Linked DNA regions of Sus scrofa: region 2 is linked to region 1. A link is a contact called in public HiChIP or PLAC-seq data. All regions are on one chromosome and are shown on one strand. The core of a region is the stretch at or near the end of the contact, and the rest is flanking DNA. Distances in the headings are between cores, read along the strand shown. Region 1 overlaps ARHGAP26 (rho GTPase-activating protein 26). Region 2 has its middle 290 kb from the start of NR3C1.

Region 1 (5,989 bases), core at 2,580-5,079:
AAAAAAAAAACAGGACAAGTGGGATCTTCTCTTTGCTGGGACAGAGGCGGTGTCACTGAGGTGTCCTGGGCGTTCGGTGGGATGGTACCTGCACAGGCTTTGCGCATCAGGGGCTGGGCTGACGGAGGAGACAGAGGGTGGAGAACGGGGTTCTGCACACGGTCGGGAGCTCAGGGCGGAGGCTGATGCCGCCATCTGTGCCATCCCCTGGGCTTCCATGGCATTCTCAGCCCCACGGCAAGCAAGACGGCTTTCTGAGCCGGCAGGGCATCCACTGAGCTCTGGGGGGCCTGCGGTCCTGCAGGGGCCGCCTCGTGGGAGGGAGGATTCAGGATACCTGCCCCTGGGACTGGACTTGATCCGTGCGCCTTTTCCTTGTTTCATTTGTTTGTTTTCCTCCCTAAAAGCAGGGGCTGGGGGGATGTTATTTTTCAAAGTGGAAATTGATGGACTTGATGTTATCATTGTCATAACATGATTTGTCTAAGAGAAAAGTCTGAATTCTCAGGAAAAGCCCAAGTTTCTAATAGCTGAGGTTTCACCCAGATGGAGTTCTCCTTTGGGGTTAAACCTTCTGGTCCCTGCGGGAAAGGATCTTTTTGTTTCGCTCAAAGGAAGATGTAGGAATCAGCTGCCTGGTTTCAGGAGCTGGACATTTTCTGGGCCTCCCTTCTCGACCTCAGGTGGGGCAGGGACCGAGTTCCCAGGCAGGGCTCAGTGTGCCCCGAGCAGCCTTCCTGCCCCATCATCACAGCTGCACAGCCCACAGGGTCGAGACCCCACCCGCTACCACCTGCCTGAGACCCAGCAACACGGGGCAGCCAAGGCTGCCGTGTCACACTGGGGAGTCTGAACCCGGGATGCAAGCCACCGTAGCACAGTCCTGGCCTGACACTTGGTTCTGTGTGACCCACCCGCAGGGACTGCACCTCTCCACGCCTCGTCCTCTCCTCTGTCCTAGAAAGATAACAGACAGGAGAGAGCGTTGAGGGAGGTATATCATGTTTAAAATCACACTTCAGGAGTTCCTGTCGTGGCTCAGTGGTTAACGAATCCGACTAGGAACCATGAGGTCGCGGGTTTGGTCCCTGCCCTTGCTCAGTGGGTTAACGATCCGGCGTTGCCGTGAGCTGTGGTGTGGGTTGCAGACGCGGCTCGGATCCTGTGTTGCTGTGGCTCTGGCGTAGGCCGGTGGCTACAGCTCCGATTCGACCCCTAGCCTGGGAACCTCCATATGCCGCGGGAGCGGCCCAAGAAATAGCAAAAGATAAAATCACACTCCACACACGTCCTGCTTTCAGTGTGTTATTATGATATCATCTCATTTCATCACCACCTCCTTAGAAAAAGACCCTGCTGCCCTTCTCGTTGACAGTGACACTTTCTCCTGTTTGGCTGATAGAACCCAGGTTTGGCTCACTTGGCTGGGCTGTGGGTACTGTCCCTCGACCCCCTGGGTCCTGGCTCTGTGAAGGGTCCTTGAGAGATGGGCTTGACTGCATCATATCCAAAGGGCTGCCCCCATGTGCCCAGCCCCTCTGCACAGGGTGGCAGAGAGTGTCATCAGACCTGTGGACAGGTAGAAAGAGGAACAGGTCACAGAGCCTCCGGGGGAATCCAGGTCCCACTTGGTAGCCCTCAGCCTTCTGAGCCAGCAGGGCTGGGGGCAGCCCACAACTGCCTGTGGCCTTCTGGGCCTGCATCCTGCTTTTACTGTTATTATTACTATTATTGAACTACAGTTGATTTACAATGTTGTGGTCATTTCTGCTGTACAAAAAGTGATTCGGTTATACACACACCCATTCTCTTTCAGAGTCTTTTCCCACGTAGATGATCTCAGAACGCTGGGTGGAGGTCCCTGTTCGGTACAGCAGGTCCACGCTCCAGTCATCGGCTATATCTCATGCTTGGGCTGCATGCTCATATGGTTCCCAAAGCCAAGTTTCAGTGCCTTCCTGAAAGCTTGGCTCCATTCACCTTCTTCCGGGTCCTTTGCACATCAACGTGTAGAAGCAGCCAGCCCAGCCCCCTCTCCCATCAGCAGCTACAGCTCTCAGGTCCTGGCACCCCCACGGGTGAAGGGGGTCCCCTCAGGGCTCTCTAAAGCTGTGCCCTTGGTGAGTGCCCCCTGAATAGGCCCACACAGGGGAGGCACAACCCAGATATAACGTGGCATAGTTTTTGTGGCAGACAAGTCACAGTGGGCTGTGTGCGTGGGCTGCATGCCCTGAACTGGCAGGGCAGGTGCTTCTGCCAACAAATGAGCAAAATTTGAGAGATTCCGACATGTTCGGGGAATCTGAGTTTAAAGGTCTGTCCTTTAAACCAGAATTCACCACTCCCATGGACAAGGGACTGCGTGTTCCCATTAGCTGTTCGCTCTGATAGCGCAGACGACCCCTGATCCCAGGGGCAGGGGTGGCCTAAGCTCTCAAAAGCTCTGTGTATGGCTGTGTGTCTTGTTTGGACCTCCTCTACCTGCGTGCAGCCTTCTTCCATTGTTTTAAGCAGCTTTATTTATTTCATACCATACAGCTTACCCATTTCAAATATACAGTTTACTAGGTCTTAGTGCACCCATCAGCACCAGTTCCGCAATAGCTTCACCACCCCTGTTCCCTGCAGCAGTTTCACGGAAATGGAATTATACACACCGTGGTTTTGTGACTGACTTCTTTCACTTTGTATAGTATTTGCAACATCACCCATGTTGGAGGCATCAGCACCTCACTCCTTTTTTCTTGATGCGTAATATTCCATTGTATGGATGTACCACATTTGGTTATGCCATTGAGGGACCTTTCCATTATTTCCACTTGTGGCTGTTATTAGTAATGTCTCTGTAAACATCCACATACAAGTTTTTTTTTTGGGGGGGTGGCTGTTTTCCACTCCCTTGGTAGCACACCTCGGGATGGGCTTGCTAGGTCACGTGGTAACTCTGTTTCACTGTTTGAGGAACCGCGGGACTGATTTCCACAGCGGTTGTACCTTTGACATGCCCACCTTCTTCTGTTTTTACATCTCCTTTTTGAACTGGTTTAACTAACCAAAAAAAAAAAAAGACAGAAGATACTTGATTTTTCACTGCCAAGTCCTTTCCTTCCCAGCAGGTTCTGTGACTCCCCTGCCTCCCAGTTCAGTAACTGCCACAAAGCCTATAAGAACAGCGAGAGCTCAAGCGAGTCTCAGGCCTCCCCCTGCCTTCCTGTGGTCTCTAGGGGTCAGGGCAGGGTTCGTTGACACTAGTTTTCTTTTTCACTAGCAATGCCAGTGACCTTTCCAATTCCCTGAAGAGCCAAAGGCCAAATCCAGCCCCAAGAACAACACCGCTCAGTGTGGACTGAGCTGCTGTCGAAGAAGGGGTCTGACAGAGTGTCAGCCGGGGTTCAGACTGGTTGGTTGGTAATGTTTTAGGATGTCCGATATTTGGAAAATGCTACTAATAGCCTCCTTTCCCCCGGCCTTCACCTCTTCCGTAGAAAGGGGGCATTAGAGGAGAAAATAACTATTTCCTTGTTCAGGAGATCTTTTTTTGTTGTTGTTCTCTCTCTTGGTAACTTATTGCTGGAGATACCAAGTAAGAGCAGTTTGAGTTGGATGCTCTGTTGCTGTCAGGTTACATCATCAGACCAATCAGAAGAGAGTTTCCTAGTAACAGAAGAGTGAGCTAGTGAGAGAGAGAGGGTGTGTGTGTGTGTGTGTGTGTGTGTGTGTGTTAGAGAGAGAGAGATCTTTATCAGGATCAAGAAGAAGAGGAGGAGGAAGAGGGAGGGGCACCTGGAGGGGAAAGTCTGTGGTTCATGATGATTCATCTCCAAGCCTCTGGATTCCGGGGACCGCTGCGCATCTGGAGAGGCTGCTCCGTCGGCGTTTGGACTCTGTGCCATGGGGAATGGCTGTGCAATACTCAGAAATAACTCCGCTGTCAGCCCTTGACCGTCTACTAGGAAACTATCCATTTCTCCAAGAGCACCTCAGACAGTAACTGGAAAGAGCAAGAACTCGTGTTCTCAGGAGCATTAGTCATCGAGAAGCAGTGTGATTAGTGGTACCTGGAAAATTCACATGCATTCACTGCAGTCGGCTTCTGGGGATACTTTTAATCAGGATCTGACATGGGCGGGATCCTTCATTCCCAGGGTACAGGCTGGGCTGCCCCCGGTGTCCTTTGCTAATAAAGGACCTCTCAGGCCGTGGGGCGATGGGGGAGTTCCTCGGTGGAGCCTTTCAACCTCCCCCCAGGGCGTGGCCGCCAGCTGCCGGACTGGTCTCGTCACTTGCATTCCTGCCTCCCGTAACCCACGCTCTGCACAGCAGCCAGGCTGATCTTCGAAAAATGGAAGTCGCGTGTTATTCTCCTGCTTCTGGTGCTCGAGTAGCCTCCTGTTGCTCTTAGCATCATGGGCGCGGAGCTCTTGGTCCTGCGCCTGCCCTCTGGCCCCTCTCACCCTAGCTCGAGTCACGGCAGCCTCCGGGAGCTTCTTTATGTTCTCAGAGTCAGCAAACCCTGACCTGCCAGTGGAATCCAGCCCGCAGCCTGTTTTTGTAAACAAAGCCTCCCTGGAACCCAGCCACCCGTGTCTCTCTGCTCACATGTTCTCTGTGGCACAACAGTAGCAGAGTTGAGCAGTGACACAGCGATGATGAGGCTTTTTCAGAAAAACTTGCAGACCGCTCTTCGGAAACCACAAGCTTCTCCCCATCTCGGGCCTTTACCCTCGTGTAATCCCCTGCCTGGCCGGCTCCTTTGGATTATTTAGGTTTCAGGTTTCCGAGCTCCCCGCCCCCCCTCCGCCCCGCCCCCTGCCAGTCTCTTGCGCCCCGCTCAGGCTTACTCTCTGTCTAGATGGTTCCTCCCCAAGAGCAGACTCTCATCCGCTTGTTCTGTCCTGTGGGCAGGGACCTGGCACCGTGTGTTTGTTCAGTGAGCCCACATCTTCAGCTACACAGGGGTCTGTGTCTCTTGCAGCCAGGGCTGCTTCCGCTTGGAGCAGCGGGCCATCAGAGGTCTTAGTCCCACACTTGCTCCTGGTCCACAGCGCATGAAGGTGCCAGAGGAGCATGAGCCACATGTGTGCAGGGGCGTATGGTGTGGATGTGGATTGAGCTGAGAGAGCGTAGCTGGCGGGGCAGGCCTGTGTCAGCACCTGCTTATATTTATCACATGCCTGCTGGGCTGGCATAGACTCCTGCATGTGTTTGCATAGCACCGGGGACACTGGTGCCATTCAGAAGGTTGGACATGGGTGTGACTCAGCCCAGCAAGTACTTCTGAGCATCTTCGACGTACAGAGCATTGAGCCGGGCCCACGTGGTAGCGCCAAAGGCCACAGACCCTGGAGTCAGGTGTCCTGAGTTCAGATCCACCTCTGTCGTGCACTGTCATTTGGGGCAAGACACTTAACTTCTCCAAGCCTCTGTTTCTCGTCAGTAAAACGAGAATACAGGCAGAGCCCTCTTCGAGGTCTTTCTGAAGGCAAGAAGAAGAGATGCAGGTGAAGCCCTTAGCAAAGGGCCCACTGCTTAGTGTGGGCTCGCCCCGGCCCGTTGTGCTGATCCTCCAGGAGCCTGTTTTCTGGTTGGATAAAGGATCGTGCCGTGGAAAAGCGCTTGGTCCCTGGGCTCAAACAAGCCAGGTGCAAATTCTGGTTCTACTGTTGGGACCTTGCACAAATGAATTTGCCTCTCTCCACCTTGATTTTCTCATCTGTGAAATGGGGGTAGTAATATGACAAGCTACGATCTTTAAGACCAAGTGAGTGAATATATGTTTAAATCTCTTAGTTCATGGCTGTTTCCAAGTCTCCATTTGTAGTTGTTCACCTCTGGTTTTGTTGTGTTTTTTAAATGTGCGACCTGCAGCATATGAAAGGTCCCAGTGCAGGGATCGAACCAGAGCCCCTGCAGAGACAGTGCCGAGTAGTTAGCATGTGAGCCATGAGCCACAGAGGAAGTCCTGTCGTTGTTCAATTCCATCATTGTG
Region 2 (6,025 bases), core at 1,681-4,180, 450 kb after region 1:
GCCTTCAGCTGAAATTAGTCACCCTTCCATCCCTGCTCATAGAGCACATCATTCTCGTCTTTGTTCTTCTATTCGTCACTGTCTCATCTCTCCATGTGTCTCTCTCTCTCTACCTCCCTTTCTGGTGAGTCATTTATCTCACTTTTCACCAAAACAGTTGCTCTTGGGGGACAGGGACAATTTTTTCCCTTTTTATGATCCCACATGCTCAGCATGGATGGGCTTAACGTAGAGGAAATGCTCCATAAATGAAGAGGAAGGAAAGTGATCAGTAGACTAGTTGACAATAGGCCACCCATTGGGTCACTGCAAGGATGGAGAGGCTGATGGTGTGTACAAGGACTAGAATCTCTGCCACTGCAGAGGATTCAGAGCCACAGCTTCAATTCACTGGCACGTTCATCAGTAAGATAGGATAAACGCCTTTAATGTACGTCCCATCCCTTCTCCCTCCCTAACCTAAACCGAATTCCCAAACATTAGGCAAATGTATGGGGTCCTGCAAACCAAGTATCAATGGCACAGGATCGCTCTGGACTTTTTACCAGCACAAGAGGAGAGAGCATCGACCTGCGCGATCCAGTGCTCTGAAGTCACTCTGCCTCACCTGCTGTCAAGCAAAAGGGGCTGACTCTGAGCAGTCAGGTACACTCAACTGTCCTTGAGGTGACAAGACAAGGAAAGTAGACACTAAAAAAGGGCAATGTTCCATAATTCACAGCCAGCGACCTGGCCATGTTACTTAATCTCTACAAGCCTTAATTTCTTCCTTCCAGAGGCACGGAGATGATGGCATCTACTTTACAGGCTGGAATTAAGTGAGAGAATATATGCAAAGATTTTAGCACAGTATGTTCAAATAATATTCCCATAATTATGACGACGATTGGATCCACTATTTTACCTTCTTTGCCATGGCCTTTCAATCCTTGTGATTTTGTTTTATGGTATATGAGGGAGAGAACTGCATACTAGTGGAAAACACGGCCTGAATTTTCTGGCTTTAACTGTCTAAAGCTAAAACAACTTTCCTTTTAACATCACGTGGTGTCATTGAAAGAAAAAAACTGAGGTCATGTGACTGACTTAGCTCTCCCGAGAGGACATGCCTACTGACCTCCACACGGCTAGAGCAGTTGACCTCATTATTATGGATCATGAATCCTTCACTTCATTGACGTCTTCATCAGTAAAGTTGGAATAAATGCCTTTAATGTACATTCCATCCCTTCTCCCTCCCTAATCTAATTCCCAAATGTTAGGCATCTAGGCAATAGCATAAACCAAAAACTCATACTCAGTCTTTAGGGCCCTTCCTAAACATTCTCACGTGTAATGATCTTTGAGTATAGACAGAGCAGCTGTCTGTGTTTACAACAAAGACGCTGAAGCCCCGAAGGTTAAGTAATATAGCCATAGCAACCAAGCTAATCCATGGTCAAATCAGTACAGAGAATAATTCCAGTTGCTCCCAAGATGGATGAGACGGCAATTTTCCTCAGAGCGGCACAGACCTAGCAGCAGTCACCTCGCTGAGCTGATACTCACACAGTTGTGATGAGTAGCCTATGGGAAAATAATAAAAGCAGCTAACACTTCTTGAACACTAAAGTCCCAAGCACAGTGCAAGCACTTGACATGAATTATCTCTAATTCTTATAACAAACGGATAAGGTGGGACTATTACTATCTGTACTTGCTAGAGGAGCAATTAGGCTAAGAGATTTTTAACAATTTGTTCAAGGTTGCCCAATAGCAGGTGGTGAAGGATAAGACCAAAATGCAGGTCTTCCTGACGCCCTTCTGGCTCAAAACTCATAACTAACATGGACACTGTTTCTTTTAGTTACTTAGCACTGTCCATTTCATGACTAGATGTTATACTGATGTTGACCTCACTTTTTGGAGAAACAGGAGTGGTGTGGAGTGGGACGGGGGAGGCAGGGAGAGAAGGACGGGGCGGAGGGAGGAATGCCTCACACCCGTTCCACCTTGGCTTGCCTTCCTTATGTATTCATTCCTACTCCACAGCCAGGTGCCGGGCGAGATGCTAGGTCATAGCTGTGAAGATAAGTGCCCCAGGAATCCTGCATCCACTTTTCCCAGCAGACCCCATGTGTGAGACCAGGTGAGAAGACGTGAGAACCACGCTGTAACATCACCTGCAGCTTTCTCTAGATAGGCTGATGTGAGAGAACTCCCTGGCAGCTGAAAACACCTAGGAGAATGTTCACAAGAATATGTAACTGCTTCTCTTAGAGCCAGTTGTGGAGCCCTGATTTGACTTAGGGTATGTAGGAGGCACTCTGCATCCCCCTCGACATGGAGAGGATCGTGTTGCAGCCCTGAGGTTGTGTGTCACCGTAGTGAAGCAGCAGGCACAACACTGCCGTTGGCCAGTAACTGTTTCCAATAACAATCAGGCTGCCTCCATGCAGGGCTCTGAATGCCTGGCAGGACACAGCTAGGGGTCTCCTTGTTTTCTGTGGCCCCAGGCCAGGGCTGGTGGGCCTCTCCTCCCTCCCTTCTAATGAACCTCCAAGCTGCCCTGGGATTAGTCCAGCCTTCTTCCTATCTTCCCTGATAACCAACCACTGTCAGTCATTAAGAATTTCAGGAGAGGGAAAAATGTGGCAACTACAGATCCCCAAATGTGGCATGACTCATGATATCATCTGGTCCCAAAGAGCAATTTTGCTATTATTTCTGCTCAACATCTCTTTCCGTCAAACTAAAATGGCAGATTAAAAAAAAAAAAAAAAGCCCTGAGTAAAGGATGAAAAGTTTCATAATGGGATTTGAAAGCCTGGGCAATCATGTCATTAAAAAAAAAAAAAAAAAGCTGGCTGCGAAACGGCTTGCTCAAATGACACCAGGCACACTGCCTGGTGAACTTCAGATGAATAGGCATTGGAGTCTGTCTGGGCCTGATTTTCAGAGCCTTCTTAAAGACAGGAATCTGAGGCAGGCATGCAAACTACACTAAGACTGAGCCATGCATGGTTAGCTTGAGGGAACTTGGACGGTGGTCTTTATTGGCTTGCCAGAATTTCTGCGTGGAGTCACGCCCACCATTCCTTCTCCCAAAGGGAGAGAAAAACAGACACAACTCTGATCCATGGAATATGGTCAACAGATGTCTGCCTCACACAGCTGAGGGGGGTTGGCTTTCCTGAAATGTAAAGATAGCGCAAGGTGTCTTGGGAAGCATGGAGAAAGGAAGCTCATATCCCCGTGCGCTGCTCCCACGTGAGGACGGGGATGAAAACATCCTTCTGTGCCGTGCACTAGGTGCTCCCTCCAGTTCAAGATCGAGATGCAAGAAGCTGTAACTCAAGAAGCAACATCCACCACGTAGTTCTCAGAGCCGTGGTCACCTTCACCTGGGCTGACCGCGACATCACTGCTATCCTTAACCCTACATTCACACTCTCCCCTGACTCACTTCCTTTGTTTCCTTCACAGACTGTTAGTCTCCTAGCAACTGCTGACATCCTCCTCGCCCTGGGCTTACCTTTTTCCTGAACCGACCCCATGGACCTTCGAGACAGCCAAGGGCATTTGCCTAGCCCTCGAGTCAGCTGAATATACAGATGCCTGTACCTGTGCCAGTGCATCTGTATCATACTTGTGGTCCACCTGCTCTTTGTTTACCAGCTTCCACACACACGTACGTTAACTTTGCCTTCTCACTTGAGAGACATCCGGGCTAGTGTCTTAGGTCACCACCTAGGAGGATTCGAGAACATTACTTACAGTGAATCAGGGCCACCTTTGTGCATGCTGCAGAAACCTGTCTTTTTTTAAAAAAAATGCACCTTGTTTTATGAACACTTAACATGTGAAAATTCAGATCCAGGTATGAGAATCAAATTGACACATAACTTTTTGGGAACTCCGTGGGCTGACGAAAGCAGTGCTTTTCAAGGAGGTAGATACCACTTCCCCAGAAACGTTTTGGAAATTTGTGGGAGGATTTTTGCTAGTCCCAATGATTGAGGTAATGTGGTTGGCATTTAGTCAGTGGGGCCTAGGGAGGCTAGATTAGACAGTCTTATACAACCAAGAATTGTCCTGACAGACATCCTGGAGCCTAAAACCAATTCTTTGAGACATAATCACGAATTGTTTTTATACAGTCTTAATGCAGCCTGAATTTTCTAGGAATGCAACTACTGTAAAAATAAAAGAAGGAGATCGTATTTTGATTTCTTTGGAATGTTACCAAGAGGTTTTCATCACTGGGAAGTTGCGGGGTGTATGCGGCGGGAAAATCACACTGCAGACAGCAATGCACCAAGAAGTTTTTGAGTCACCAGTGAACACAACTCTATCAGGCTGCATTGTGATGGTTGCATTCATGGTCATACATACTCTCAGTATTAGGAATAGCAAAATCCATGGTAATATATTGTATCTCTTAAAAAATATCTTCTACTGTTGTCACGCCTGAGAGTTCTTACTGATGAAATGTTACTTTATGACTTTTACTGTCCTTTTACATTATACATAGGACACTATATTCTTTAAAATTTCATATGCTATAAAATACATGAATATGGATTTTTTTTCTTCTCTTTTTTTGGAAGGTCCCAGGCTAGGGGTCGAATCAGAGCTGCAGATGCAGGCCTACACCACAGCCACAGCAACGCCAGATCTGAGCCATGTCTGCAACCTACACCAACAGCTCACGGTAATGCCAGATCCTTAACCCTCTGAGTGAGGCCAGGGATTGAACCTGCATCCTCATGGTTACTAGTTGGGTTTGTTACGCTGAGTCACATAGCAAACTCCTGAATTCCTATATAGGATGGTCAAGAAGATATATATATTTTTTAATAAATATGAACTGTGCATTTAGTGGAGGCAAGAACCACGGGCATAAAGCCACATCTGTCTGCAATTCAGAACAAAAACATTTTCCATTTGCACAAACAGAAGAGATTTCCTGCCATACTAGATGAGAAGAGTAGAGCAAAGTTTTTCTACATAAGTTATGGGATAGAAAGTCAGCGCTCTATTTAATTGTACTTTAAGTTATTCAGCCACCAAACAATTCCTTTTATGCCTAGTTCATTTCTGTTCCAACATTTGAGACACTTCTTGATTACATCACTTTGCTAGATACCATGGGGATTAATAAATTCAGGGACTTGACCATCTAGAAGGGTAGAGTGCCCTCTCTTGGAAGGCAGTCTGCATTAAGATGGGAGCACTGCACAAATTTGGCATTCATAACCATGATGCATAGGGCATCAAATGATGATTCTTTGAGCTGAAATTCTGTAATGCCCCTGAATCTTTCTCACAATGTCATTGAGGCAGTTAAAATGCATTGCCGGGGTTCTCAAAATGATTTTAGGTGTCAGGTGGCCAATAAGGAGTATGTGTTATGAAAGAGAAGGGGAACAAACTGATTAAGAGGAGTGGGGGGAAGATGGGATTCAGAGTCGGGGAGATCTGGGTCCACACCTTGGTTTTACCATTTACTAGCTTCCAACTCAGACAAACTCCATTTCCCCCTCTGTATAATGGGCATAATACCAACTGCCTCACTGAGCTGATGTGAGGATTACAGGAGACAAAAGGAGAATGCTAGCATACAACAGGGACCAAACAAAACTCACGAATCTCTGTCATTCCATTTTTCCTTGAGAACTCTTCAATGAACCCTAGGACCTAAGTATTGAAAGGGATCTAGTTGGCTAGTCAAATACTCCCTGAGACTATTTATATAAACCTCTTCTGTAGATGGTGAAGAAAAAGCTCCCAAACCCATATTGTTCCCATATGTTCTCCTCTCTAGATCAGCGGTAAGTAATTCTACTTTGATGACCTGAATATCTTAAGTCATAGCAAACTATGAAAATATTTGAAGTTTAATCCACTGAAGATTATAATCAACTCCGCCCCTCCACAACCATCTCCCTCCGCCTGCCCAGCCACATAACTGTGAGTCATAAAAATAGAACGAATGGTCAGCTCAGATGTGATATCTATTTTCATAGATTACTTTCTAAAAATT

Evidence for each region. HiChIP or PLAC-seq counts read pairs in DNA pulled down with a chosen protein or histone mark.
Region 2: an H3K27ac HiChIP or PLAC-seq map of skeletal muscle shows a contact between it and region 1. The contact joins two enhancer-like sites. A contact is called at or near these places in 3 of 47 Hi-C or Micro-C datasets (embryonic fibroblasts and skeletal muscle) and 1 of 2 datasets of contacts at active chromatin or transcription factors (skeletal muscle).

Annotation. Positions count from the first base shown.
Region 1 is chr2:144,762,997-144,768,985 of Sscrofa11.1, forward strand. The region is part of intron 22 of ARHGAP26 (rho GTPase-activating protein 26); the gene reads left to right. Among named protein-coding and RNA genes, the nearest start is that of NR3C1, 160 kb to the right of the region's middle. Within about 2 kb of position 3,830, at least 32 of the 83 cell types and tissues checked have an H3K27ac peak or open chromatin away from gene starts, as enhancers often do. A contact at or near this core is called in skeletal muscle, where this site is marked.
Region 2 is chr2:145,212,966-145,218,990 of Sscrofa11.1, forward strand. No RefSeq gene overlaps it. Among named protein-coding and RNA genes, the nearest start is that of NR3C1, 290 kb to the left of the region's middle. Within about 2 kb of position 2,931, at least 11 of the 83 cell types and tissues checked have an H3K27ac peak or open chromatin away from gene starts, as enhancers often do. A contact at or near this core is called in skeletal muscle, where this site is marked.